7 separate regions of the Mus musculus genome follow, and all the other regions are linked to region 4. The links are chromatin contacts, called in public HiChIP or PLAC-seq, Micro-C and promoter capture Hi-C maps. All regions are on one chromosome and are shown on one strand. Each heading gives the region's core, a stretch centred on a gene start, on an enhancer-like site or on the middle of the called end of the contact. The rest is flanking DNA. Distances are from core to core; before and after follow the strand shown. Region 1 holds the start of Socs3 (suppressor of cytokine signaling 3). Region 2 holds the start of 2810410L24Rik (RIKEN cDNA 2810410L24 gene). Region 3 holds the start of Mrpl12 (mitochondrial ribosomal protein L12). Region 4 holds the start of Cbx8 (chromobox 8). Region 5 holds the start of Bahcc1 (BAH domain and coiled-coil containing 1). Region 6 holds the start of Ppp1r27 (protein phosphatase 1, regulatory subunit 27). Region 7 holds the start of Snhg20 (small nucleolar RNA host gene 20).

Evidence for each region. Promoter capture Hi-C pulls out the DNA fragments that hold promoters and counts their contacts. A called contact is a pair of places that touch in the nucleus more often than the background predicts. HiChIP or PLAC-seq counts read pairs in DNA pulled down with a chosen protein or histone mark.
Region 1: a contact with region 4 is called in an HNF4G HiChIP or PLAC-seq map of pancreatic cancer cells. The contact joins the promoter of Socs3 here to the promoter of Cbx8 in region 4. A contact is called at or near these places in 3 of 484 Hi-C or Micro-C datasets (B cells and embryonic stem cells) and 1 of 115 datasets of contacts at active chromatin or transcription factors (pancreatic cancer cells).
Region 2: a contact with region 4 is called in an H3K27ac HiChIP or PLAC-seq map of embryonic stem cells, with 12 times the contacts expected there. The contact joins the promoter of 2810410L24Rik here to the promoter of Cbx8 in region 4. A contact is called at or near these places in 1 of 39 promoter capture datasets (embryonic stem cells), 6 of 484 Hi-C or Micro-C datasets (all in embryonic stem cells), 9 of 115 datasets of contacts at active chromatin or transcription factors (embryonic brain, embryonic stem cells, extraembryonic endoderm stem cells and 1 more) and 1 of 9 other capture datasets (embryonic stem cells).
Region 3: a contact with region 4 is called in an HNF4G HiChIP or PLAC-seq map of pancreatic cancer cells. The contact joins the promoter of Mrpl12 here to the promoter of Cbx8 in region 4. A contact is called at or near these places in 1 of 39 promoter capture datasets (pre-B cells) and 1 of 115 datasets of contacts at active chromatin or transcription factors (pancreatic cancer cells).
Region 5: a Micro-C map of embryonic stem cells shows a contact between it and region 4, with 5 times the contacts expected there. The contact joins the promoter of Bahcc1 here to the promoter of Cbx8 in region 4. A contact is called at or near these places in 10 of 39 promoter capture datasets (cranial neural crest, embryonic stem cells, hippocampal neurons and 4 more), 13 of 484 Hi-C or Micro-C datasets (B cells and embryonic stem cells) and 8 of 115 datasets of contacts at active chromatin or transcription factors (differentiating embryonic stem cells, embryonic stem cells, pancreatic cancer cells and 1 more).
Region 6: an HNF4G HiChIP or PLAC-seq map of pancreatic cancer cells shows a contact between it and region 4. The contact joins the promoter of Ppp1r27 here to the promoter of Cbx8 in region 4. A contact is called at or near these places in 1 of 39 promoter capture datasets (the C10 cell line) and 1 of 115 datasets of contacts at active chromatin or transcription factors (pancreatic cancer cells).
Region 7: a promoter capture Hi-C map of liver shows a contact between it and region 4, with 2.4 times the contacts expected there. The contact joins the promoter of Snhg20 here to the promoter of Cbx8 in region 4. A contact is called at or near these places in 2 of 39 promoter capture datasets (liver and stem cell-derived epiblast-like cells) and 1 of 115 datasets of contacts at active chromatin or transcription factors (pancreatic cancer cells).

Annotation. Positions count from the first base shown.
Region 1 is chr11:117,967,150-117,970,637 of GRCm38.p6, reverse strand. It overlaps Socs3 (suppressor of cytokine signaling 3), which reads left to right and starts at 1,272. Exons shown (of 2, transcript NM_007707.3): 1 at 1,272-1,763; 2 at 2,320-3,488. The coding sequence starts at 2,408. The coding sequence ends at 3,085.
Region 2 is chr11:120,188,359-120,191,748 of GRCm38.p6, reverse strand. It overlaps 2810410L24Rik (RIKEN cDNA 2810410L24 gene), which reads left to right and starts at 1,893. Exons shown (of 3, transcript NR_030682.1): 1 at 1,893-2,309; 2 at 3,073-3,260. It also overlaps Gm9734.
Region 3 is chr11:120,482,973-120,486,437 of GRCm38.p6, reverse strand. It overlaps Mrpl12 (mitochondrial ribosomal protein L12), which reads right to left and starts at 1,801. Exons shown (of 5, transcript NM_027204.3): 1 at 1,670-1,801; 2 at 1,009-1,195; 3 at 696-782. The coding sequence starts at 1,746. Hgs (HGF-regulated tyrosine kinase substrate) reads right to left here. Exons shown (of 22, transcript NM_008244.3): 21 at 3,337-3,423; 22 at 2,454-3,049. The coding sequence ends at 2,939.
Region 4 is chr11:119,038,877-119,042,537 of GRCm38.p6, reverse strand. It overlaps Cbx8 (chromobox 8), which reads left to right and starts at 1,625. Exons shown (of 5, transcript NM_013926.1): 1 at 1,625-1,756; 2 at 2,147-2,190; 3 at 2,379-2,444; 4 at 2,540-2,606; 5 at 3,019-3,661. The coding sequence starts at 1,688.
Region 5 is chr11:120,231,611-120,235,283 of GRCm38.p6, reverse strand. It overlaps Bahcc1 (BAH domain and coiled-coil containing 1), which reads right to left and starts at 2,337. Exons shown (of 28, transcript NM_001347621.2): 1 at 2,177-2,337. 2900052L18Rik (RIKEN cDNA 2900052L18 gene) reads left to right here and starts at 3,667. Exons shown (of 2, transcript NR_151480.1): 1 at 3,667-3,673. It overlaps Gm11772 (a long non-coding RNA gene), which reads left to right. Exons shown (of 2, transcript XR_001780401.2): 2 at 1-100.
Region 6 is chr11:120,549,140-120,552,569 of GRCm38.p6, reverse strand. It overlaps Ppp1r27 (protein phosphatase 1, regulatory subunit 27), which reads left to right and starts at 1,438. Exons shown (of 3, transcript NM_026814.3): 1 at 1,438-1,706; 2 at 1,808-1,958; 3 at 2,241-2,595. The coding sequence starts at 1,517. The coding sequence ends at 2,364. Mcrip1 (MAPK regulated corepressor interacting protein 1) reads left to right here and starts at 2,843. Exons shown (of 5, transcript NM_001033231.4): 1 at 2,843-2,913.
Region 7 is chr11:117,075,099-117,078,385 of GRCm38.p6, reverse strand. Snhg20 (small nucleolar RNA host gene 20) reads right to left here and starts at 1,603. Exons shown (of 2, transcript NR_027059.1): 1 at 1,184-1,603. Mir6516 (microRNA 6516) reads right to left here and starts at 1,038; the gene lies at 929-1,038.

The sequences.
Region 1 (3,488 bases), core at 23-2,522, 1.1 Mb after region 4:
GCAGGCAGCCCTCCCTCCTAGCCCAAGCTACTCTGTGTAGTCAGTTTGCCCTCCTACTGGTGTTACAAGAAGCCTGTGGTATCCAAGAGGGCAGGTCAGAAAGCCCACTGAGAGCAGACACTGTGTGTCACTTAGCTGGTTCTCAGGTGGCTGCCACTTCCTGCTGCCTGTTGCAAAACTCGACACTAGGCCTTTATAGATACTCACGTGACCAGGAGTAAACAACCTTTCACCTCAATCACCTGCTCTTATCAATACTCCCTCTCCACCCCACCATCGGGAAAGTTCAGACACCTTAAAACGTAGAGGCAAGAGAGGGTCCATTCTGACACCTCAGCGACTTTCAGGCAGTGGCTGAACCCGTTACAACGCTCTGTGGACAGTCCTCCTAGTCGACATTCCTTCTCAGGTTTGACCCTGTCCTGGGAAGTGAGGCTTCTCTCTCTGGGTTCCCCACTCCTGTTCTTGAATAAGGAGCCCCACAACCTCTTATTCTCTCTATACAGAGCCTGGGAAACAGCAAAACTCGGCTCGCCTACAAGACTCCAGCGCGCCCTCTGGTGGACTCGGGGGACGAGCATGGGATGAGGGTTTCTTTCCTCTAGCTCCCCCACCGCGCCGAGAGTACCTGGGCGGACCCACAGTTCGCCACGCAGGTTGGGAGGCCCAGATGAGTGATAAGGTAGTAGTTAGCTGCTCCTCCCACCCCACTCCCCAAAGGACATCAGCACCCACGTCTGTCACCGAAGAACCAGGCAATGGGCGGATGAGCTGAGGCCAGGTAGCTGCTTCTAAGTCAGTGTCTCCTCCACTTCTGGATCTCACAGCTTCATCTTTTGGACCTGTCTACAGGTAAATGTCGCGCATCCCCCTCCTCCACTTCCTAGGTCCCCAGTGGGCTGGTGGCTGAATGGTCCTACGTCCCTTTTGGTTGGCACGGGATGCTTGGAACTGTACATGAGGACCTCGGAGTGGCCTGGGTGCAGAGGGAGGGGAGCGTCCCCGCGGGGATCAAAAGAAAGGGAAGGGGTGCCAGGAGGGAGCCTCTCCCGGCTGGCCTCCTAGAACTGCCCGCGCGCTCCCATCGCGACGCCCCCGCCTCTGCCAGAAACCAGCCTTCTTAGAAGGGAGGGGGGGGAAAGTGTGAATGAGAAGTTGGGGGCGGAGCGCGCGGGGGAGGGGCCGCTGCCAGGAACGCTCGGCCAAGGCTGGCGCCGCGCCCGCCGGTCGGGCAGCCTCGCGCCGCGCTTTGTCTCCCTCTCGGTGAGTCTCGGCGGGTCCTGGAGGCCCCAGCTCCAAGCCCGCCCTCCGCGGCCCCTCCCTCGCCCTCCGCGCACAGCCTTTCAGTGCAGAGTAGTGACTAAACATTACAAGAAGACCGGCCGGGCAGTTCCAGGAATCGGGGGGCGGGGCGTACTGGCCGGGTAAATACCCGCGCGCGCGGCCTCCGAGGCGGCTCTAACTCTGACTCTACACTCGCCTGCTCTTACGACCGCTGTCTCTCCGGGCTCCCGGACGCCCCCTTCCCGGCCCAGCTCTCCGTCGAGGTCCCTCGCCCAGGTCCTTTGCCTGATTCGCCCAGGAGTGCGCCTCATCGGCCCGGGGAGCAGCGAAGCCAGAGGGGGCGCACGCACGGGGAGCCCCTTTGTAGACTTCACGGCTGCCAACATCTGGGCGCAGCGCGAGCCACTGCTGGCCGCCGCCTCGCCTCGGGGACCATAGGAGGCGCAGCCCCAAGGCCGGAGATTTCGCTTCGGGACTAGGTAGGAAGGAGGGGCGCGGTGTGGGGAAGGGTGGGGGCCTCGGTCCAGCTCGGGAGCTTTTCCCGGTTTCTCCTCCCCTTCCCGGGTCATTCCCGGTAGGGAGGGGACGAGGTAGGGGGCAGAGCGGATGAGAACCGAAGATCCCTGATTCCCGTCATACTCAGACTGGGGCCCTCGGGTTTCTCCTGTCCCCTCTCTCACATATCTCGGGTTTGGCACCCCCCTTTTTTCGCCCTCGCCACTGAGGACACCGGACTGAGAGGCGCCCTGAGCGTCCCTAGGGCTCTTGTGTCTCTCCCCATCCTGGCCGCGCTCCTGGAGACCCAACTTCCACGCGCGAGTTTTCTCTGGGCGTCCTCCTAGGGCGGGCAGGGGAAGAGACTGTCTGGGGTTGGCCGGCAGTGACCGAGGACAGTCGAGTTCCGCGAGGTGGCTGGGCCTGAGACACGGTCTAAAGCGGGGCAAAGGGGTGCCCCGGGCGCTAGGCGGAGGCTGGAGGGCCGGGCACGCTGGAGGGTTCCGGGCACTCACGCGCCTCACGCTTTGCTCTCTGCAGCTCCCCGGGATGCGGTAGCGGCCGCTGTGCGGAGGCCGCGAAGCAGCTGCAGCCACCGCCGCGCAGATCCACGCTGGCTCCGTGCGCCATGGTCACCCACAGCAAGTTTCCCGCCGCCGGGATGAGCCGCCCCCTGGACACCAGCCTGCGCCTCAAGACCTTCAGCTCCAAAAGCGAGTACCAGCTGGTGGTGAACGCCGTGCGCAAGCTGCAGGAGAGCGGATTCTACTGGAGCGCCGTGACCGGCGGCGAGGCGAACCTGCTGCTCAGCGCCGAGCCCGCGGGCACCTTTCTTATCCGCGACAGCTCGGACCAGCGCCACTTCTTCACGTTGAGCGTCAAGACCCAGTCGGGGACCAAGAACCTACGCATCCAGTGTGAGGGGGGCAGCTTTTCGCTGCAGAGTGACCCCCGAAGCACGCAGCCAGTTCCCCGCTTCGACTGTGTACTCAAGCTGGTGCACCACTACATGCCGCCTCCAGGGACCCCCTCCTTTTCTTTGCCACCCACGGAACCCTCGTCCGAAGTTCCGGAGCAGCCACCTGCCCAGGCACTCCCCGGGAGTACCCCCAAGAGAGCTTACTACATCTATTCTGGGGGCGAGAAGATTCCGCTGGTACTGAGCCGACCTCTCTCCTCCAACGTGGCCACCCTCCAGCATCTTTGTCGGAAGACTGTCAACGGCCACCTGGACTCCTATGAGAAAGTGACCCAGCTGCCTGGACCCATTCGGGAGTTCCTGGATCAGTATGATGCTCCACTTTAAGGAGCAAAAGGGTCAGAGGGGGGCCTGGGTCGGTCGGTCGCCTCTCCTCCGAGGCACATGGCACAAGCACAAAAATCCAGCCCCAACGGTCGGTAGCTCCCAGTGAGCCAGGGGCAGATTGGCTTCTTCCTCAGGCCCTCCACTCCCGCAGAGTAGAGCTGGCAGGACCTGGAATTCGTCTGAGGGGAGGGGGAGCTGCCACCTGCTTTCCCCCCTCCCCCAGCTCCAGCTTCTTTCAAGTGGAGCCAGCCGGCCTGGCCTGGTGGGACAATACCTTTGACAAGCGGACTCTCCCCTCCCCTTCCTCCACACCCCCTCTGCTTCCCAAGGGAGGTGGGGACACCTCCAAGTGTTGAACTTAGAACTGCAAGGGGAATCTTCAAACTTTCCCGCTGGAACTTGT
Region 2 (3,390 bases), core at 644-3,143, 1.1 Mb before region 4:
TCCAGTAGTCCAGTCTCTATGCACTGGGCCTCCTGTGCTGCTGAGAACCTCAGTGGAGGCTCTAAGGCCAAGAGAACTCCTTCACATATGACTCTCCAGGGCATCTGCTTAGTTTCAGTCCACTGAGCACAGCCCAGGAAGAGATTGTCTCCACAGACTCCCACCCATCACCCTGACAGAGATCCCAGAATTCCACAGTTTCCTCTGAGAGGCTCTCCTTGGAGCCCTCCTGCCGGCCAGCAGTTTCCCTCCCATGCTCCCTCTTGCAGGAGCAGTGCCCTGACTTGTCTCCCAGGCACTCTTCTTGTTCTCTAGTTGTAATGGATTTTAAAACTTTTCTATCATTTCTAGGGCTTGAGGGTGGGAAGAGAGGCTATTAGGAATTATCTTGACCACTATCTTGATTCAATCCCTCTTGGTCTAAAAAAAAAAAATCAGTTTGTGTCCACCCTGGGGTGCTTAATCCCTGGGAGCTGAACTTCAAGGTCGATTTGATCACCACGTCTGTGGTTTGCAACCATAGCCGGACAAGTCCTAGATCCTGAGTGCTGCAACTTGCCCTTCAGTTAGCTACAGGCCCTCTCAGGATCCCTGGACTTCTGAAAAGAGGAATTTCAAAACAGAGCCATAAAGGTGGCTGAGTACTGCCTTCAGCAACAGGGAATTAGATGTTAGCTTCTGTGACAACCTCCTGGGAGATGCTGGGATTGATAGCGCTCAGGTGGAGCCCTGCAAATCCAGGGTTGTAATGTACCTCATTTACCTCCGGGGCTCATTTTACCATCGGCGGCACCAGATTACAGCCCCTACATCAGGTGGTTGTTTTCCTTTTCTTCTTGGTTTGCGGATTTCACTTGGAGCCAAGATGCAGAAAGGGAGAAAAGGTTGGGAAACACCTCCAGGTCTGAGACCAGGACAAGGCGGTGAACTCAAGAGGAGACACCTGCCTGCTCCTGTAGGTATGGCTTGGCTCTTGTTTGTCTCCTGCACTTGCTGCCCTGGCGTGGCTTGGGGCACACTTGAGATGTATCTTTCCCTGTCTGTCTGGGGCAAGCCAGCAACAGCTCTCTGGCCGTGGTCCACTTTAGCCTGAATATTTTTCAGCACTCGATATTTCTCCGCTCAGAAAGCAAATGAGTCGCTGCCCACTAAGGTGGTCCTGGGGCAGTGGCCCCCAATCCTGTAGTCCTTCCTGAGAGGGCCTATGCACCTCTGCCCCTGAACTCAGAGACGCCTTGAAAGCTGAACATCACATTATTACCACTCGATCTCAGAGAACCTTCCTGACTTCTGGGGATGTTGCACACCCTGAATTTCAAAGTTCAAGGCACTGCGTGTCCCGGGTGCAAGGGGCCATTCTAAAATCAAATCCCCTGGGGCTTCCTCTCCCTAGAGTCCAGATATGATTCCCTTACACTTCCTTCCGGATTTGGGGGCATCTTTCCAGATAGTGGAAAGGAATCCAAAATTTGTAATTCCACGGCGGAGCCAGCTCGAAGCTGCAGACACTCTCGGCCTCAGAGCCCAGATCCTGAAAAGCTTACCAGTTTACCGTATCTTCTCGGGGAAATAGACCCTCCTCTTCGGCCACACCTCCTGGATCATCTATTGGCCAACCTGAGCACCGCCCACGCGATGCCATTGGTTTGCACCGGCTGCCCAGACAAAGGGAGCGGCCGCTGCGGGAGGCGATGGGGCGGGGCTAGGCGGAGGCGCTGGGGCAGGCGGGGACGCTGCCCTCATGGAGGCGGGGCGGGGGCCTCCACGTGGGTGGGGCTGGGCGCCCTCCCCACCCCCACGAGGGCCGCGGCCGTGGGGCGCTGGTAGCTCTCCCGCCCCTCCGCCCTGCACCCCTCCCGCCCTAGGGCTCTTTCCTGGACTGCGGCTGCAGCCTTCTCTTCCCGGAGGGCTCAGAGTTCGTCCCCTTTTCGCGATTGGGAACGTGGACACGCCGGAGCCTGGATGCAGAAGGGCGCGCGGGAACAGGGAGCTGGTGCGCGAGCCGCAGCCCAGCGTCCAGGCCGCCCCACTCTCTGCTGATCCAAAGGACTAGGGAAACCCTGCGCGCCGACGGTGGCCTGGACGTTGGCGCGGGCCCTGGCGCTAAAAAACGGATCCCATTTCCAGAAAGGCGGGCCGGGTATCCCGCTCCTGCCTCCTGGAGAATTAGCTCGGCGGAGGTCGACCAGCCGGGTAGGGAGGGAGGGATGGAGGGACAGGCCTAGGGTCGACCAGCCGGATAGGGAGTAGCTTCTGGGAGCTCCCTTGCCTACGGAGGGCCGGTGAGGCTGCCCTCAGAGCGCCGCCAGGTACGTGCTTTTTCCTTGTTTCCCGCGCGCCCAGAGCACACTCTGGGGAGGGAAGGAATAAAAACCCAGCTGGTGTGTAGGAGATTTTCGCACCAAACGTGTCTTTCTGAGGGGTCCTGGGACGGTAGCCGAACTCGGGGTAGCCTCCTGAGCTGTATTCTGGAATCCCTACTGGGCTCTCCACCACCCGTAAGACGGGCTTGGAGCCAGTTCCTGTGGAAATGCGCGTCACTTTCTTCAGAGGCCCACGAAATTCATCCAGGACTCCATGGGTACTACAGCAAGATGGCTCTGTTTCGAAGTGGTTCATACAGTTATCCCCCAACCCGGAAACCTAGAATTCTCGTTTTCTGAACCGGGATGTTTACTTTAGGGAAACCTGGTCTTGGCTTCTGCTGCGCGCCGGGTGTCTAGGAACGAATCCCTCCTGGATCCGGGAACCCCAGATTTGCGGGGTTAGGAGATACCCTCAGAGTTGTGGTTTTTTGTTGGTGGTGGTTTGTTAAGAGCCTGGTAGCTGAACTGGAGCGGGCCCCGTCCCCTCCCCCATACCCACTTCAAACAAAAGAGCTCCTCCGAGAATATTTTTTAAGGGGAAAGCGCTTCTGAATGTGGACCCTCAGTTCTCCCCGCCCCCCGTTCCGAGGAAGGACAAGGGTTTTATATGTGTGTTTAAAACAAAGGCGAAGCTAGACGCGAGTTGCCGGGAAAGGGCCGCTTTTATTTTAAAGTTCTTGAAGAATTCACTTTCTTTTCTCCCAAGTTAGCTGCAGCTGAGCCAGAAGCGTCCCCACTGGCTTACCCGATAGTGGGATTTTACACGGTGTCGGCTAAGGGTGGCTTTGTGAGAAGACCATTTCAGAAGAAGAAACGGGGCTCTGGCTGGTGGGGTAGAAACCCCTATGGAATGAAAAGTACTCCCAGTCTCTTTGAGGAAGATTGCAAAGTAAGGTGGGTTGTTTTTCTTTTGTCCCATCCTTCCCACCCCTTAAATTAGAAGAAAAGGCCCCCAAGCGTGCAGCACCAGGTGGACGTTTGGAAGCTGCGAGTGGAATCTCGTTTAAAAACTTCCGGCCCCACG
Region 3 (3,465 bases), core at 552-3,051, 1.4 Mb before region 4:
GGTGGCTTACAACCATCCTTAATGAGATCTGACTCCCTCTTCTGGAAATGTCTGAAGACAGCTACAGTGTACTTACATATAATAAATAAATAAATCTTTAAAAAAAAAAATCACTTGGAAACCCTCTGTCAGCCAGAACTCTTTGAGAAACACCTTGCTTTCTCTTCCTCAACACCTTCAAGTTTGATTCAACATTGTCATGTTGTAGAGGCCTTCCTCGAAATTCCAAGTCTCTTCCCTACCTGTCCAAATTGGTGCAGTGCACTTGAGGCAGGCACTCTCCCACAACATCTCTGTGCCCTCCCTACTTTTAATAATACTCAAGACTGCTGCACTGTTTGGCGTACCGTTTCCTCTCTTCAGATCATTTTTCCCACCAGTGTAGCTCAGAGGGCAGAAGGAAAGCTAGCTTACAGAATCGAGGTCCTGATCCCCAGAACCCATGCGGAAGGGGAGAACCCCCAAAAGCTGACCTTTGACCACCCCCTGCTCATGCACACCCACACACATGCACGCACTAGTAAAGATCTCGAATGCCTTCGGCAGAAAATTTCCCAAAGCTATTGCAGGGAGCCCACAGCAGAACACAGGGATTACAGCTACAGACTCAAGGAGGAACAGGGAAATACCTAAGTTATTGAGTCGGGCAGTTAACTGGGCACACAGAACTGGGTCTTCCTGTGGCCTAGGCTCACCTCAGAGGCCGGTGCTGCAGCAGAGACGGGACCAGGCACCATGCCACCCATTGGCATAAGGCCGACATCCTGGATCTTCAATGTTTTCTGTAGGATGAAGGAGAGGTCTCAGTGGCTGCTTATCAAACCCTAAATGGAGGTACAAATGGAGGTACAAGCCTATTTGGCCCTACCACCTAGGAAAGTACATTTGATAATTTACCAAACTCCCAAAACACCCCAGAAGAGACAGGGACCTCTGACCTTTGTTTGGTAAAAATACAACTAGAAGGCAGGGACTTTAGTCCTGGCCTGTGCCGATCTCTCCTAATACCTTCAGGAGTTCGTTGAGGTCTGAGATCTCCAGGAGCGTAAGGCTGGCAATGTCTTGGACCAGCTGCTGGATCTTGGGGGGGTATTCTTTGGGAGCATTATCCAGAGGTGCGCCGGCGAGTGCTTCACTCCTTCGGTGGCTGCTGCTTCTCAACTGCCGCGCTGCACAGACGCTGGGCATCTGTTGCCTACCCCAGGCAAACAGCCGTTAGATCAGAAAAAACGGGAGACTCAAGGGTACAAGATCCATGTGCTCAGTCTGCCACCGCTGAGGCCAGGCTCCACAAGCTGGGGTTAAGGGACCCGAAAAAGCTTTCCTACATTTCCCATAGAGCCTCAGGAGCCCACGACTATGTCTGCAATACTGCCCAGAACGGCAGGCTTCTGGTTGAATGGAATACATCAGCCTGGCGGGTGCACAGTGCTGCACCAAGCCTTCCAAAGCACGGGGCTCGGGCTATGCTGCCGACCACGGCGATGGGTCTCAGCGGCGGGAAGCTGGGGACGAAAGGTACCTGCACCCAAGGTCGCCCAGGCCGAGCCGCCCTCTCCACGCCCCGCAGGCTGGGCCGCGGAAGGTGGCGATGCGCCCGTCACCCCTTCCCTCTGAACCTACTTCCTGCCCGCCGCCCCGGCAATGGCGCTCTAGACCACCGCTTTACCTGGCAAGGCGAAGCGCTGCCCCCCGGAGTCCAAGCCGTGGCCCCCACAGGCAGCGGCTAGCCGCCACCGGCAGCATAGCTCCGCAAGCGGGAAGGTCACACGCGGCTCTAAGCGGAAGCGACGCTCTATCCGGGAGGAGGCGAGCTGTCCGGGCCGCTCTAGCCCGGGTTGGCTCCTGGTATTACGCACTAGGCGGTGCGACGCGCAGGCGCGGAGACAATACTGGGTTGGCGCTTTCTCCATCAGTCGTGTTCCGCACGCCTTTGTCTCGCCAGGGGAATAAGTAGGCGCCCCCACCCCTTTACCTACGGAACTCATAGCCCCTTGAATTCAACTCAGTGGTCCAAGAGGTTAGCAACCTCAGGAGCCCAGTACTCTAAACCTAGGAGAAGGAAGGGCCTGGAGTCCTCCCAAGAGCTCACTAGGCGGAACCGCCTCCTTTGAGTGCACACTAAGGCGGGCGCTTAGCGGGGAGGGAAAGAGCAAAACTTGAGACCTCACAGAAGTCAGGTTGAACCGTATATTTCAGGGTGAGCTATTGAGAGCTAAAACCTTAAGCAGTGGGTAATCCTGAGGGCAGTTGGGCTGCAAAAGCCCGCGTTTGCACCCTTCCTCACCCGCCTGGTGATGTATCCTGCACCAGATGAGTCTGCAGAATCCCCACCAGGAAGGAGACTGTTGGCAAGTCCACGGTTTCTCAGCCAGTACCCAGCACACTCCACAACAGATGCAGACTATTAAATTGTTGGTCCAACCCAGCCTGCTGCCCGAACAATCAATCATGAGAGTTTTGAAATACATTTTATTTTCACTGCTCTGCACTGAGAGATGACATCCAAGGAGAAGGGGAGACAGAGATACCTAAAGCTTCTACCCTTGCTGTGCAGGAGCCACATGGTTCTTCTGGGTACCAGGGCCAGGCCTGGACACCACACAGTTAGTTCACATCAGACTCCGGGCCAGGCTAAGCATCCCCACAGCATTCACCTGTGGCACCCAACACAGCCGGGCACTCTCCAGAGAAGGTTCTACTTGCCCTGCAGAGCCCCAGTCCCGGGGAGGTCAGACGGCATCAGGACTGAAGCAGGGAACCAGTGATAGGAGCCAGACCACCGAGGACAGGGAAGAGGGCCAAGGGGGAAGGCCCACCCCTTGCTCACAGAAGGGACACTACAGGGCAGTAATAGGGGAGGAATGGCTAGTTAGACATATAAGTGGTTTCTGGTGAACTGTAGTGTTACTCTGCATGGTGAGCGCCAGACTCAAGGTCAGTCAAAGGAGATGAGCTGGGCCTCACTGCCCTGTGCTGGCGGTCCCTGTGTAGGCGCTGGCTGGGCCACAGGGGGTTGCTGCTGGGGAGGGCCGGTGCTGGGGGCCATCTGGAGAGAAAGAGCAGATAGGCTCATCACCCCCCTTCACAAACAAAACCTTCGGCTTAGAACAAGCTTCACCTTAGCACATAGTAGATCAGGTTGTTACCAATATGGCAATGGCACGTGTGATCTCTTGTAAACTTGTCTCCTGTGCAATATGGACGCATGTGTACATACGTGCACTTAATGGCATGTCATGATTCTGTCTGCTGAGCAAAGCCCCTGATGCACCCAGTGCAAGGGATCAAAGGAAGCTCAGAAGTCCAAGGGCAGGCCGCTGGGAGACGGCTCACCTGCTGGTACAGGGGCTGCTGCCCTGGGATGTAGGGCTGCTGGGCTGGCAGAGACGCATCCTGCCCGGGAAGGGCGGTCATGAGATTCTGTGGGAAGTAAGATGGAGCCCGACACTGAGTTATCTGTGA
Region 4 (3,661 bases), core at 376-2,875:
TCCTGCCTTTCGAAACAGACTCCTTAGCTCGCTGTTTTCCGGGCTTCGTCGTTTTTTCTTTTTCTCTCTCCCCTTTTCCCAGCCTCTTCTTGGCCAAGGGAAACTTTTTTCAGCCAAGTTGATATCGCGATTTAAATAAATTGTGTGTTCCGAGGTCGGGCTCTGTGATCTGGAGCTTGGGTAGTAAAAGGGCAATGTGGGGATAGCTGCTGTTGAACCCCCCCCCCCCCCGCGCCTCAACAGGGGTTACCACGAGGGGAGGAAAGAGAGCCTAGGAGCAAAAGGTCATTGAGTGTACTCAGGTGTGTAAAAGGGACTGAGGCATCTCTGCGCGACCCTCGTCCCCTACCTGGGACTTGCCATCTTCGCGTCGGGGGTGGGGGTGGGGGTGTCTCTTCCAGGCCGCACTAGATACCGCCACACCCCTCAAAGTCCATACTGATGTTTGTCGGGAATCCCCCGCTTACGCTTACGTCGTCTAGAAGAGCCCGAGACAGAAAGTGCACTAGCTCTGCACCCAGGTCTGGAGCAGAGCCGCGGCGCCTCCAGAGCTAGCCAGGCTCTAGGCTCTGCCTCGATGGTCATAGGCTCCTTAAACCCACCCAGGCCGGGACAGATGTGGTCAGGGTTGACTTCTCTCAGGACTGAGGAGTGGATTGGACGGAAACTGCAGGCTGGGTCAGGAATAGAGGCTGGGGCAGGGCAGCTGAGACTTGGGGACAATGAGGGTGGGAAGAGGAGGCTCGCGACCCCTCCTGCAGGGTCTCGCTTCAGGATGGATTCAGGCGGTAAACACTGGCTTGTGCCAGTCTGCTTTGGGCTTCTGAGCCCGGAGAAGCGCCCACGCCAGCTCGCAGGACCCGGAGGGTGGACGCGGGCAGCGCTATGCGACTGGAGACCAAGAGCAGGCTCATTGATTTGTTAGCTGGATGGGACTGGTGAAGAAGGGAGGAGGGGGCGTTGCCATGGAGACCCAGGGTGCGCGGCCGCAAGGGAGGGGTCAGGGAATTAGTAGGTTCGGCGCAAGCGACGTAGGTCCGGGGGTTCGGGCGCGGCTCGATGCGCCCCAGCACCTGTGCATTGTGCATCAACGGCGGCTGGCGACCAGGATGGCGCCAGCTAGGGCATGGGCAGGTGGGGAGGGCCTGGGTCTGCAGAGGGGCAGCGCCTGGCTGGCACCTACGCAGGGAGCCCTAATAGCTCGGCGGGGCAAGCCACGCACCCGGGGAAACGCTGGGCAATCAGGCAGGGGGGCCAGGGGCGGGAGCCTAGGGCAGCGGCCCCCCTGTCCAGCCGTGCAGACTGACAGCAGCCGGGCCCGCCCCGCTTGGCGTCACTTCCGCTGACGGCTCGCTCCCCCTCCCTCTGGGTCTCTGGAGTGGACAGAGACCCCGCCTCCTGGCTATTGGAACGCGGGTCACGTAGCAACGCAGGGGAGACGGGGAGAGGGGCGTGGCCGGGCGCTAGTCCAATCAGCGCCCGCAGAACGGGCCCAGGACGCTTGGCTTTAGCAACGTCGTTAGCAACACGTGGGGCGGGAGGAAGCGCTGGGAGGGGGTGGAGGGAGGGAGAGTGCGCGGGGGAGGGAGGAGAACTGACGTCAGCGGGAGAGTATTATGGGCTGTCGAGGGCTGGCTGCTGCTTTTCTGCTCCTGGAAGCGGCTGAGGGGGGAAGCGGCGAGTCAACATGGAGCTCTCGGCGGTGGGGGAGCGGGTGTTCGCGGCCGAAGCCCTCCTGAAGCGGCGCATTCGCAAAGTAGGTGAAGGGGAAGGCGGGCGGCGACGCGAACTCTCCCTCACCAGGGCCCAGGCTCCCTCCCCTTGCTGCAGCCCAGCCTCCCTTCCCCCAGGTCCCAGCAGCGGCCGCGGCCGTGGCGGCGGCGGCGGCGGCTCAGCCCCAGCGCTCTCCTTAGACTTGCAGCCCTGCACAGATTGCATGGATGGGGGGTGGGGTGGGGGATGAATGCCGGTGCATGCACTTTGTGCAGCGTTTCTGCAGGGGTGCTGCAGTGGACTGGTTCCTTTGGCGGTAGTGTTTGGAGCATTCATTTGGTGCATGCATTTTCGTGTGTATTTCTTGTGTCCTCGTCATGCATTTCTCCCCACGCACACACATACACAAGCATTTTCCCTTTTGCATCTGCAGGGACGCATGGAATATCTCGTGAAATGGAAGGGCTGGTCGCAGAAGTAAGTAGGTTATATGCAATCGCTACCCCACACTGATATCGAGGAGGGTTCTTTCTTCCTCTTTTCCCCTTCACATTGAAATACAACACAAGGCAGCCGGAAAAGTTGCACACACATACACGCCCTCCACTCTGTCCTCTCTCTCCTGCTCCAGGGACTGATGCTCCATTCTTCCTGGTTTCCTTTAGGTACAGCACGTGGGAGCCCGAAGAAAATATTCTGGATGCTCGCCTCCTTGCAGCCTTTGAGGAAAGGTACAGACCCTTAGCCTAGCCACTCACTAGAACCCATACACGCTGACTTCGGTGCAGCCAGGACACACCCCCTTCTCTCTCTTTTCTTTCTTTAGGGAACGGGAGATGGAGCTCTATGGCCCCAAAAAGCGAGGACCCAAGCCTAAAACCTTCCTTCTCAAGGTATGTTGCGATCTCCAGAGGTGGAGTGTGCCGTTCAGGGAGGATCTGCAGGGCTTGTAAATCAATGGGTGCCCTTGCCTTGTGTGTATTTGTAATCTGGACTTCTGTCAGAGGCCCCATCACGGAGTTCTAGAGGCAGGACTTAGCTGCACCAGAAGGCCTTCATTCCCACCCCCCCTCCAGCCATCCCAAGTAGACCTCTGTTACACAAGGAGTCTGTTGGTTGCAAATGGCTTCTTCCAGACAAACCCTCATTCCCCTCCCCCAGACTATTACTAAGAGCCCACCTCCCCACTCAATTAGAATTTCCCAGGCATCCAGGGAAAGTTGGGCAGTCAAGGCTAGAGGTCGTGGGGGGGTGGGGTGGGCGGGGGCGGGGCTTTTTTCTCCTCACAACAACTTCCTTCTGCAGGCCCAGGCCAAGGCAAAGGCCAAAACCTATGAATTCAGAAGTGACTCTACCAGAGGCATCCGGATCCCTTACCCAGGCCGCTCACCCCAGGATTTGGCGTCTACTTCCAGGGCCCGAGAGGGCCTGCGGAACACGGGGCTACCCCCACCAGGGAGCAGCACCAGTACCTGCAGGGCAGACCCACCTCGGGACCGGGACCGAGAGAGGGACAGGGGTACCAGCCGTGTAGACGACAAGCCCAGCTCACCGGGGGACAGCTCCAAGAAACGAGGACCGAAACCCAGGAAGGAGCCCCTGGACCCTTCACAGAGACCTTTGGGAGAGCCCAGTGCCGGCCTTGGAGAGTACCTGAAAGGCAGGAAGCTGGATGAGACCTCTTCTGGGACAGGAAAGTTCCCAGCTGGCCACAGTGTGATCCAGCTTGCTCGAAGGCAGGACTCAGACCTGGTGCAATATGGTGTGACCAGTCCTAGCTCAGCAGAGGCCTCGAGCAAGTTGGCTGTGGACACCTTTCCAGCCAGGGTAATAAAGCACAGGGCTGCTTTCCTGGAGGCCAAAGGCCAAGGTGCCCTGGACCCTGGTGGTGCCAGGGTTCGACATAGTTCAGGCACCCCAGCCTCAGTGGGAAGCCTGTATCGGGACA
Region 5 (3,673 bases), core at 1,088-3,587, 1.2 Mb before region 4:
AATGTATTAAGTGAATACATATTTGCTCAGCTGATAAGCTTTTTTTAATATTTATTCGGAGAATTTTGCATTGTAAATAAACGGGACTACACAAAGACTTCTTTGTGCTCGAACTGCATACAAAGGGGTTTGGGGCTCTCTTCCCTCTGGGGAGCTTCACTCTCCCCGGGTCCAACAAATAACTCGCTTCTCCACCGCGCGGGCCTATTCGGCGATAGCCACGGCGCGGAAGGCTCAAACAAGGCCGAGGCGTTGTTGGCGCCGGGGTCAGAGGATGGGCTGCCCGGGGATGGAGAGGGACTTGCGCGCCCCAACCCAGGCCGGCGCCTCTCGAGCCCCGGAGGGCGCCGAGCAGGACAAAGGGAAAGGAGGAAGGGGAGGGAGGTCAGGAACCTGCCGCTTCAAAGGCGCCGAGGGCCGGAGTGGGGTCGGAGGCTGCGCGCGCGGTACAAGGCTTCGCGACGGCCTCCGGGGAGTCGTGTGCGCTGGGCTTTTGTTCTGGGCCCCCCACCCCCAGTAAGACATTTCAAAGTGGGAGCGAAAGTGGGGGCTGCCGGCGATTCTCGGGACGCGGGCTCTGGGCTCAAGCAGTGGCTTTACTCTCCACCCCCTGCGGGCCGATCGCCGGCTCGTTCGTGCCTTTCTCTCAAGCCTGCTAGACTTTCTACGCAAACAAGGGGTGGGTTGTGTCTCCGGTACCCGCCGTTGCGCTTCTGAACGGACTAGAGGGGACTTTTCTTTGTGTTCTGTCCTGCCCGAGAGCTGCCGCGCCGCCCCGGTCTGCTCGCGCCCAGGGCCTGGGAAAGCCGGCTCCATACGGAGCGAGTAAGGGCAGAAACTGAGGCCACAGACCGAGAGCCGCGGCCGGAAGCTGAGATGCAGCAGATCGCCGAGTCCCGAGGCTCCGAGGCCTCCCCAAGCCAAACCCCGGTACAAGACACCGCAATGGACCCCGGGCAGGATTGGACCAGAGGAAACAGTGGCAGCGGGCAGAGAGCCGCGCGCGGCCGGAGAGCCGACGACGAGAGCACAGCTAAAGAACCCGAACCCCAGAAATCCTCCCCCGGGTGGCTGGGCGTGACCCCCAGAATTGTGCACCCTCCTGAGGCTTGGGCAGCACTCGTACCCCCAGCTCCTCAAGGTTTGCTTTGTTTTCAAATTTCGCATCGAAACGCCGGGTCTGAGACGCCTTTGTCCTCCGGTGGAGGCCAAGCTCTGGAGTCCGTGGGCTCCCTCCTGCCGAGTTTCCCGCGCGGGTGGGCGCAATGGGGCCTGCAAGGCCAGGCCGCAGCCAGGAGCGCGCCGGGAGCGAATGGCTCCAGCGTCGCTTCACAACCCGCTCCCTGCGAAACCCGCCCCCCCCCCATCAGCCCAGCTAGGAACGGGGACTGGGTGGTGCAAGACCCCCGCTCTGGGAAATGGACCGGTCCCCGGACCACGCCACGCGGGTCTTGGCCTGAGCCCGCGTGCTGCCCAGAACGCGCAGCATGAAGACGCCCCACTGTTCAGCCCCCCTCCTCCATCCCAACTCCCCCAGAGAGGGAAAAAAAGGGAAATGTTCTGAAAAGAATTAAGTCTGTGGGGAGCGGAACCTGAAAACCTGCCAGTACCCCTCTAATCTCCTGTCCCTTCACTGAGGCCCGGAAAGCCGTGGCCACGGAGAGCCGACCGTTCCCTGCGCCACGGAACGACCGGGCGGAGCCCATTCAAGATTGCTGGGGGAGGGGAGTAAGATGGGGGAGCAAATAATTGGGGTTCGCTCCTGGTTCCTCCAGAACTGGGCTCTCACTGACTGTCCATTCGGGGCTACCCGCGAGGCTCTTGCTGAACGAAGCTTGGCGGTCTCTGTCCTGTCTCGATAATTTATTTTTAATGCAGGGTGTCGATCGAGACAACAAGCGCTCAGAGCAAAGCAAGGACGCATTACGGGGGGAATTTTAAACCGATCGATAAAATTTTTCAGAAGAAAAAATATCGTACTCATATATATAGTCCATCTTTTAAAAAAAAGCCTTTCAACATCATAACGGATTTTAAAAGGGAAGCTCTATTATTTAACATCACAATCCTGAATTTCTTTTGCTTAAAAATGTAAACCCCCAAAAACCAAAATAATATAATAAAATAATAAAAATAGCAAAAAAAATTAAAAATGAAAGCAATTTGAGTTACTTACTGGAGGCTGTTTCCTGGATACAATTGAATGCAATACAATTAAATCAGTAAATGTGACTTTGGTTTGTATTCCTATTGGTATTTTCAATGTGCTGACTGTTGCACTGTGAATGCACGGCTTCCACAACAACGACTCTAGCGAGCCCATCCAGAGCGGCTCTCAAACCTGCAGCCCGGCGCGGCGAGCCACGGGCCCTGCATACTAATAAGCTCGTGCCACTCAGCCCGGAGCAGCCCGAGCGCTGATTGGCTGCTCGGCCCTCCACGGCCCTGAGCTCGTGCCACTCATTCGGCGTAAACAGGCCTCCCAATAGGCTGGCGCCGGGCCAGGGAGCTGCCAATCAGGGAGCAGCAGGGCTACTACCAAGCCTGATGGCGCCTAATTCAAGCCCAGCGACTGCGCAGCTCCTTTGCGCAGATCATTGCTGCTGAATGGGAATGTGGTGGCGCAGGGCGGGAGAGGAGCTAGGGATAGTGAGAACGGGTGTCCGTGTCCAGGGGAGACTTGTGGTTTTGTTTTTCCATAATTTGTCAGGTGTAAGGTTTGGGGCATTTTTATTTGTTTTTATGCACAAAATAAAAAAGAAGAAATAGCCTCACGCTGTAAACCAGATGCTCTGTCCATACCAAGGGTCTGTTTGGCAGGTGGCAGAACCTGCTGCACGTAGGCCCAACTTCCAAGCGCAGATTCTGAGTTACCCTGATGTACCTCCACTCCCAGGCGCCCCCCACCCAAACTAGGAATACACTTCTGCCTGAGGCATGCCCACAGGCTCCATATATGCCCTTCTTCCCCCTGCCCGAGAGGCAGATGTACCTTTCTTCGCCAGCCATCTATCTGTCCGCTCTCAATTATTATCTCCCTCCGCCACACTTTGCAGCGTAGCAACAATCGAAATGAAAATCGAGGCTCTGTTGCCAAGATAAGGATTTACTTTTTCTATCAGCCCCTAGATTTTAAAAATATCTTCACTTGATAATTTTAGGGGTGGTTGTCATGGTGTGAAAACCATGCTTAGCATTTCTCAGGGCCTGTCCCTGCATATTCGCAAATTTCTCTCTACAATGGAAAACAGCCTCTAAACAATTCTCTTTATCATAATCAGAATCAAAGCGCTTTTAAAATATTCTGCAAGCAAATATTTCGGTTAGAATTTGGTTGCCTACCCAAATGTTATTTATTCTCAAGAAGTAGAGGTGATGTCTTAGTGGCGATGAATACATAATTTCTGCTTCTCTTTTTCTCTGTGTGTTGGGGGGGAGTATTTAAGTAGATGCCAATCGACACAGCTATATTCCTTTGGATTTTTCCAGTCTCTTTCCTGCGTGGACACAAAGGAGTTAAATCTGAGATCTGTGGTCTCCTCTCTTTCCCCGCCTCCCTTGCTTCTGCAAAACGGTCACGATTGGTTGGCACTTTGCCAGCGGGCTGTCCATCACTAAGTGTAAACAAGGCGCTGATTGGCTGTTATCCAGTCCGCACCGGGCCTCCTGAAAA
Region 6 (3,430 bases), core at 189-2,688, 1.5 Mb before region 4:
TACTTTTCAATGTGACTGTTTGGGTAATAGGATAAGGTCATATTGTAGTGCACTGTGCCCTAAATCTTTGTAAGAACATTTATGCCTTTGTAAGGAGCTATCTGAGCCAGATGTGACAGCACAGGCCTGTAATTCTAGCACAATTTTGAGGAGCCTGAGGGAGAATTCTGAGTTCAGGACTGGCCAACCTGGAAAACAACTACCTTCCCTGGGGGTGGGGGGAAATAAAAAAAGTAATGGGGTAACTGACTGTGGTAGTGCACCCTCGTAAACTCGCAGGTGGTAACTGAGGGCAGGATGCTCAGGAGTTTGCCTGAGTTACAAAGAAAAGTGTATGTGTGGGGGCATAGGATTTGGACACAGGCGTAGACAGCAGCGTTAGATATGAATGGAGGGATTGTGTGATACTTTTAGAAGCCAAAGAACACCAAGGACTGAGGCTGGTAAACTCTGGTAAGCTTGGTGCAAAGGCTCCCTCAGAACCTCAGAAGGAGCCCTTCCTGGTATGAGGCTGCCAGCCACTGCAACCATGAGGGTTTAAGTTCTGGCTTAACCCAATCTGCAGAGTCCACCATTAGCATTCAGGGATGCAGGGGAAGCTGTTGAGTTGGGAGCTATCTGTAGCTCCACAGCCAAGCTTCTGGGCTCCTCTGGCCCAACTCTGTTCTTGCATTCTGTCTACCTGGTAGTCTCATACCCCCAAGCCAAGCATCGCCTGACACCACAGTTGAACCTGTTGTAAAAGCAAGACAGCTGGCAAAGAAGCTGCAGGAAGCTTTGTATGGGGTCCTTCCCTTTCTTCACCCATAATGGAAACCATCCCCTGACTCTTAGGATCAGACTGGATATCTTCAACATGAGTCCATAGGCTGTCCAGAAAACAGAGGCAGTATGTGTGTGTGCTGGGTGAGTCCCATAGGACTAGTAGTGTTGATCTGTCTGTAGAGTTGAGATGTCAGTATGATGCACCCTAAAGGCAGTTTTGGGAATCTACTCTTGGAGAGGTGAGAGTGACACATTGGGAAATGGACAGGGCTGTGACCTCCTAAATGACAATGGATTGGTGCTCTTCAGATGGGGAGGGAGCTCAGCTCCCAGTAGGTAGACAGGTGATCCATCATCCTTTAAGCTTAGACCCTCTTGATGCCCTTGAGCTCACATCCACAGCTTTCTTCATGGACTCTCTCCTAGTCCTTCTGTCCTCTATAAGGCACCTTCTAGGTCCAGCTGCGGAGAGGGAGTAGTAGCCAGGAAGGATCTGACCCCTTTGGCCGGACATAGTGACAGGTGTGCTGAAAGATGAGCCACTAAACATGATCCTGTGCTCAGGGAGCGCGGAGCAGCTCAGTTTCAGCCCCTCGCGTCTGCAAGCATGACTGCGTGGCTTTATATAGCCTCGCAAGCCCTTTATAAGCTGGAATCGAGGTTCTGTCGAGCAGGAGAGCTTACACAGATCTGGTCTGGTAGGGACACTTTCTCACTCATACCCACAGAGATAGCCCACCTCAATCCCAGGATGCCCAGCCGAACGGTCCGCTATGCTCGCTACAGCCCCCGACAGCGGAGGCGGCGGATGTTGGCCGATCGGAGCGTGCGCTTCCCTAACGATGTTCTCTTCTTGGACCACATTCGACAAGGCGACCTGGAGCAGGTGGGACGCTTTATCCGGGCTCGGAAAGTCTCCCTAGACACTATCCATCCCTCAGGTGAGTAGATAACTGAGAGTCTGGCCTTCTGTCCATAAGGAGGCAGGGGAGATCCTCTTCTGAGGGTTACAGCTTTGACCCTGTGTTCCCACCCTGCCCAGGACTGGCTGCTCTGCATGAAGCTGTGCTCTCTGGAAACCTAGAGTGTGTGAAGTTGCTAGTCAAATACGGGGCTGACATTCACCAGCGGGATGAGACAGGCTGGACACCACTGCACATCGCTTGCAGTGATGGGTACCCTGACATAGCCAGGTGAGACTATGGAATGTGGTTCAGAGGTTTCATCCTAATCTCTCCAGGTGGACCCCCCCAAAATATGGCTCTGAGGATGTAGGCATCAACTCAGGGATTCTGGCAGTTTCTACCCGATTGCAACATTAGAGCAAGCCGGAAAATCTGGCCACAGCTTCCAAGGGGTCAGGTTTCTTCCTCCTCACTCTGCCTGGAAAAAACAAACAGGTGACCCCAATATTCTAGCCTTTTGGCCCCGGAGTGGGCTGAGTAGGCTTTAACCACCTGCCCTTCACACCTCAGGTATCTCATCTCTTTGGGGGCAGACAGAGATGCAGCCAATGATGATGGCGATCTGCCCTCCGACCTTATTGACCCGGACTTCAAAGACTTGGTGGAACTCTTCAAAGGAACCAGCATGGACTGAGCCAGGAGAGCCCTTTGGGGCTTGCGCCTCCTTGGAGAAGTGGCAAGCACCTTGCCCCAAGGACTAGAGTGCCCACTGGATGTGCAGTGAGGCAGCCAGGCTGGTTAGGACTTGTGGGGAACGACCCTCTTGCCCCTATACCCATTTCTCTGGCCTGGCTTTTTCTCCAGGTTTGTTTGTTTTTTAATGGTGATACTTTTTACTTTTTCAATAAACATAATTCCCAAGCTGTGATGATGACTTGATTAGCGCAGTCCAGTACAAAACCATCGCCAGGTACGCGGGGGCTCGCTGGCAGCGCAGGGCCGGGGAAATGCGTGTCCGGGGCCGGTGCGCCGATGTTCTTGTTCAGAGATGCCCGGCAACCCCTCCCTTCCCCCGACACCCACCCGTGTTTCCGGGACGACCTCGCGCGCCTCCGACCTCGCCGCACTCCGTTCGCCAGCGATCACGTGGCCCGCGCCGTTTGCGCCTGCGCGCCGCGTCACTTCCGGCCGGCCCACTGGAAGCGGCGGCGGCGGCGGCAGCGGCGGCGGCGAGGAGGGCGAGGTGAGGAAGGCGCGGCGCGGAGGCACGGCGGGGCGGGGCGCTGCAGGCTCCGTGGGACCTTGGCCGCCCCGCCCCGCCCCGCCCTGGTGTCGCTGGGTCGCCTGGCCTGAGCGGGGAGAGACAAGGCCGGTGTCTCCACGGAGTGCGGACGTGGCGGCCGCCCCCCCACCTCCCCGGGAACCGACGCCCGCGGTCCCGGGGCAGCCTCTGAGGGCGCTCCCTGCTTTTGAGCTGCGCAGGCCAGCCTCCCCAAACCGCGCCGGTGTCCTTGCCGGCTACCTGCCCTGCCCACATCCCAGTTGTCCTGATGCAGTGGCTCTGCGCAAGCCCGGGGCCTGTCTGTGGGCAAGCTGGACATGCTGGTGGCCGGAAGTATCGTACCCTGTTGACAAAAGCAGCCCAGATCCTGGGGTGGTCGTCCGAGATAAAATGGTCTTCCCTCTGGACGCCATGTTTCAAACACAGGGCAGGCTCAAGCAAAGGCCCCCAGTGAGTTGAGATCAGCTGGTGGATTTCT
Region 7 (3,287 bases), core at 354-2,853, 2.0 Mb after region 4:
TGTGCTGTCTCTTTCCAATTGCCTTCCATGACTTGTTGATGTCTACCTGAACAGATGCAGAGTCCCGTGTAACAAGCAGGACCTTCTCAAGACACACTAAGCATATGTCTATCATTGAGCCACACTCCAGCCTGGCTCCCGTGCCCCTGAAGAGCATGTGACAAGCCTGAACTATGGCAGATTCCTCTTGTCATGGTTTTTCCGGAAGTATGCCACACCCAGGACCTTCAAAATGGTGACCACTGGCCCCATGTGGCTACTCAAAATGCAAACGCCCAGTCCTTCAACCACACTGAAGAGACAACCTAGTGGGGCCCACGGTCGCTCAGGTGAGTCCTGGGGAACGATTTCTGTTTGTTTGGGTTGTACTGGTGTCTTGTCCAGTGACGTCTGGAGTCACAACTGTATGCATCTTTGTTTAAGCTCCACGTGGGTGGGACAGACACCCAGGAGTAGAAGACTTCCTAGCATGCATATAGCCTTGAGCTTTATCCGTACATCCCATAAACCACGTGTGCTCGAGGATGCCGGTCATCCAGGCGGCTACCAGAGGCAGAGGAAGGAGGATTAGAAGTTCAAAGGCTGCCCTCAGCTACTTAATGAGTAAAGGCCAGCCTGGGCTAAGTGAGACCCTATCTCAGAGCGGGGTGGTGCAGTTGCTGGAGAGATGGCTCAGCATTGAAGCTGAACACTTGTTGCCCTCTTAAAGGACCTGGGTTCAGTTCCCAGCATCCACACCGGGGCTGACAATACTCTATAATGCCACTTCTGGGAAATCTGGTACCCTCTTGTGACCCCTTGGGGGCACCAGGCAAACATCCACACTCTAAAATAAAATAAAATAATGAATACGTCTTTTTTCTCTTTTTTATCTAAAGTGAGGGGCTTGAGTAATGGTCAAATATTTGCTTTTGGAGGACTGTGCTCAGTCCCCACAGCTTCAGCAGGGCTCCTGTTTGCAGTATCATACATGACCACCAAACTGCTGCTAGGATGTCCACACCTGTTACTGCAAATTCTAACCCCAGGGAAGAGGTTCCTCCTCCTCTGGGATTTTACTTTAGGTCAAGGTCGGGCTGTCTGGTACGGGGCTGCACCCACCTCGGGCGGGTACAGCCACACAGGAGCCTTTTCCCAGACCGTCGGCCTCAGGTCACCGTCCCACCCCCAAGGATTGACATACCTGGGCCAACCAAGCTCAAGTCACTGGAAACGCTCCTCGGGAGGAAGGAGCTTGTGCGTGCTTCCGTCTAGTCGTTGGGGGATGTGGTTCATTTCCTGGGTGGGGAAATAAAAAGACAATTTAATACAATTCTGTGTAAGCGGACGAACCCGTGCGGCGCCTGCAACACAGAAGCAGCCAGTGCCCCGCCGATGGCGGCCCGGGCCTAGGGCCTTCCTACAACTCCAGCCCATCCCGCGATCGCGTGCCGGCCCGGGGTCAGCCTCCTCCCATGGGAGTCCCGGGAGAGGTTTCTGAATCCCACGATCGCCTTCGGGAGGCTCCACGGCGCCCCCGAGCCACGCTGCGCAGGATGCATCCCCTCTGCACGGAGCACGCGAGTTCTCCTCCCCGGCGGAACCAGCTCTGCAAATGCACTTCCGGCCGGAACTGAAGATTTACCATCGAGACGGCCGCTAGAAGGTCGCTCTGGCCTTCGGGTCATCCAGGTCGGCCTTAAAGGGGCCGCGTTCTAGACGCGGTTAGAGCGGCCAGAGTTCCACGCGGCGGTGGGACCTCGTCTACAGGGGCGCAAGCGGGAGGGACTCCCTACTCTTGGGCGGCAGGAGCTAGCCTAGCCACTGACCCTTTATCAATCACGCAGCCCTGTGCAGACCAAAAAGTTGACTTTCCCGAGCCCAGTCAGCCCTGTTGTGGCAAAGGCAGTTGAAACCCAGCTGGTTCTGTTGCAAACCTGTGTGTGACCTTCCATCACAGTATAAACCCATAGGTGGTATCAACTGATACCCGTTGACGTCAGCACCCTCTTGATCCAAAGGCTTCCCAAAATCGCACCTCTGACCTGACCGCCGCAGGACTGTATCTAGAATCATGCCTTCAGCAGAGACCTCCCGAGGAACATGACACCGTGGTCCAGCAAAGGGTTAGTTAGATCTGTGATGTGGCATCTCTGGGCTAAGACCTCCAACCTCCAAAGTGGCATCCAAGTCCTGCATGCAGGTCCAGGTTTCAATCATCCCAAGGTATCCCAGGGGCCAATGGGAAATCCCACGAAAAAAAATTGATCAATAATGCCAGGGCCAAGTCGGTGCTATGTAGTAATTTCCTCCGAAACATCTCACCCGGAGGGAAGCTTGAGAAAGTGCGATCCGGATAGTCCTTAAGACTCTAAGACTCGGAAAATAAGTGACAAGTCTCAAAAAATTCCTAAAGCTTACCAGATTCACAAGGCCCCGCCCTCCTTAATGAGGAGAGACCCTCCGAACTTGTGGAATTAGCCCCAAATCATGCAGAGAGCTCCAGTTTCCAGCTCTCCTGAGCTGTCACTCATGCTGGGCTAGGCTCTTAGTAATGTGAGTGTCTTTGGGCTATCCGTGCTCCTGTGAGTAACCCCAGAAAACTGGCCACTTCATGGGGGCGGGAGGGGCATTTGGTGTCATTGTTACTTTGGTCTGTCATTTAGTAAACAAGGTGGTCTCATCTCCCTAGGGAAAGTGTCACACAGCCATTACCCCTACAGCTGTGGCTCCTTCTAACTGGAATCAAGATCATCTTCAGGTCAGCTAGAGGCGCGGGGAAAGGCAAGGAGAGGGTGCACTCTGTATTTTCAGTAAATGAAGAAAATGACACACGAACCTCATTGAGATGAATGAAGGGTTTTTGCATGTTTCACTGTAATGTGAATCCAACCACTGAATACAGACTCCCCCTTTGAAGGCTATTTTATTTATTTATTGAGATGAGTCTTGTGGATGTAAAAACACAACTGTGGGAAGCCACATGTGCCGTTGCAGAGTGACACTGACTACTGCTGGCCACCACCCATAAGTTTGGACAAACAACCAATGTGTACATATGCAGTAAAGTTTTTTGCAAAGACACTGCCTGGCCTGGGCATGATAATGAGGCTTTGAGAGTATAACCACTCAGATGTGAGACATGCAAATGAGGTATGATAATGAGGCTCTGTGAGGTACAGAGAGAGAATAGCCAATCAGATGAGGAACATGCAAATGAGGCGTAGTGCATAACCAATCCGGGTGTGAGACACGCCTCTCCTAGGCCTATATAAGCAGCACCAGTTCTGGGCTTGGGGTCTCTTCGC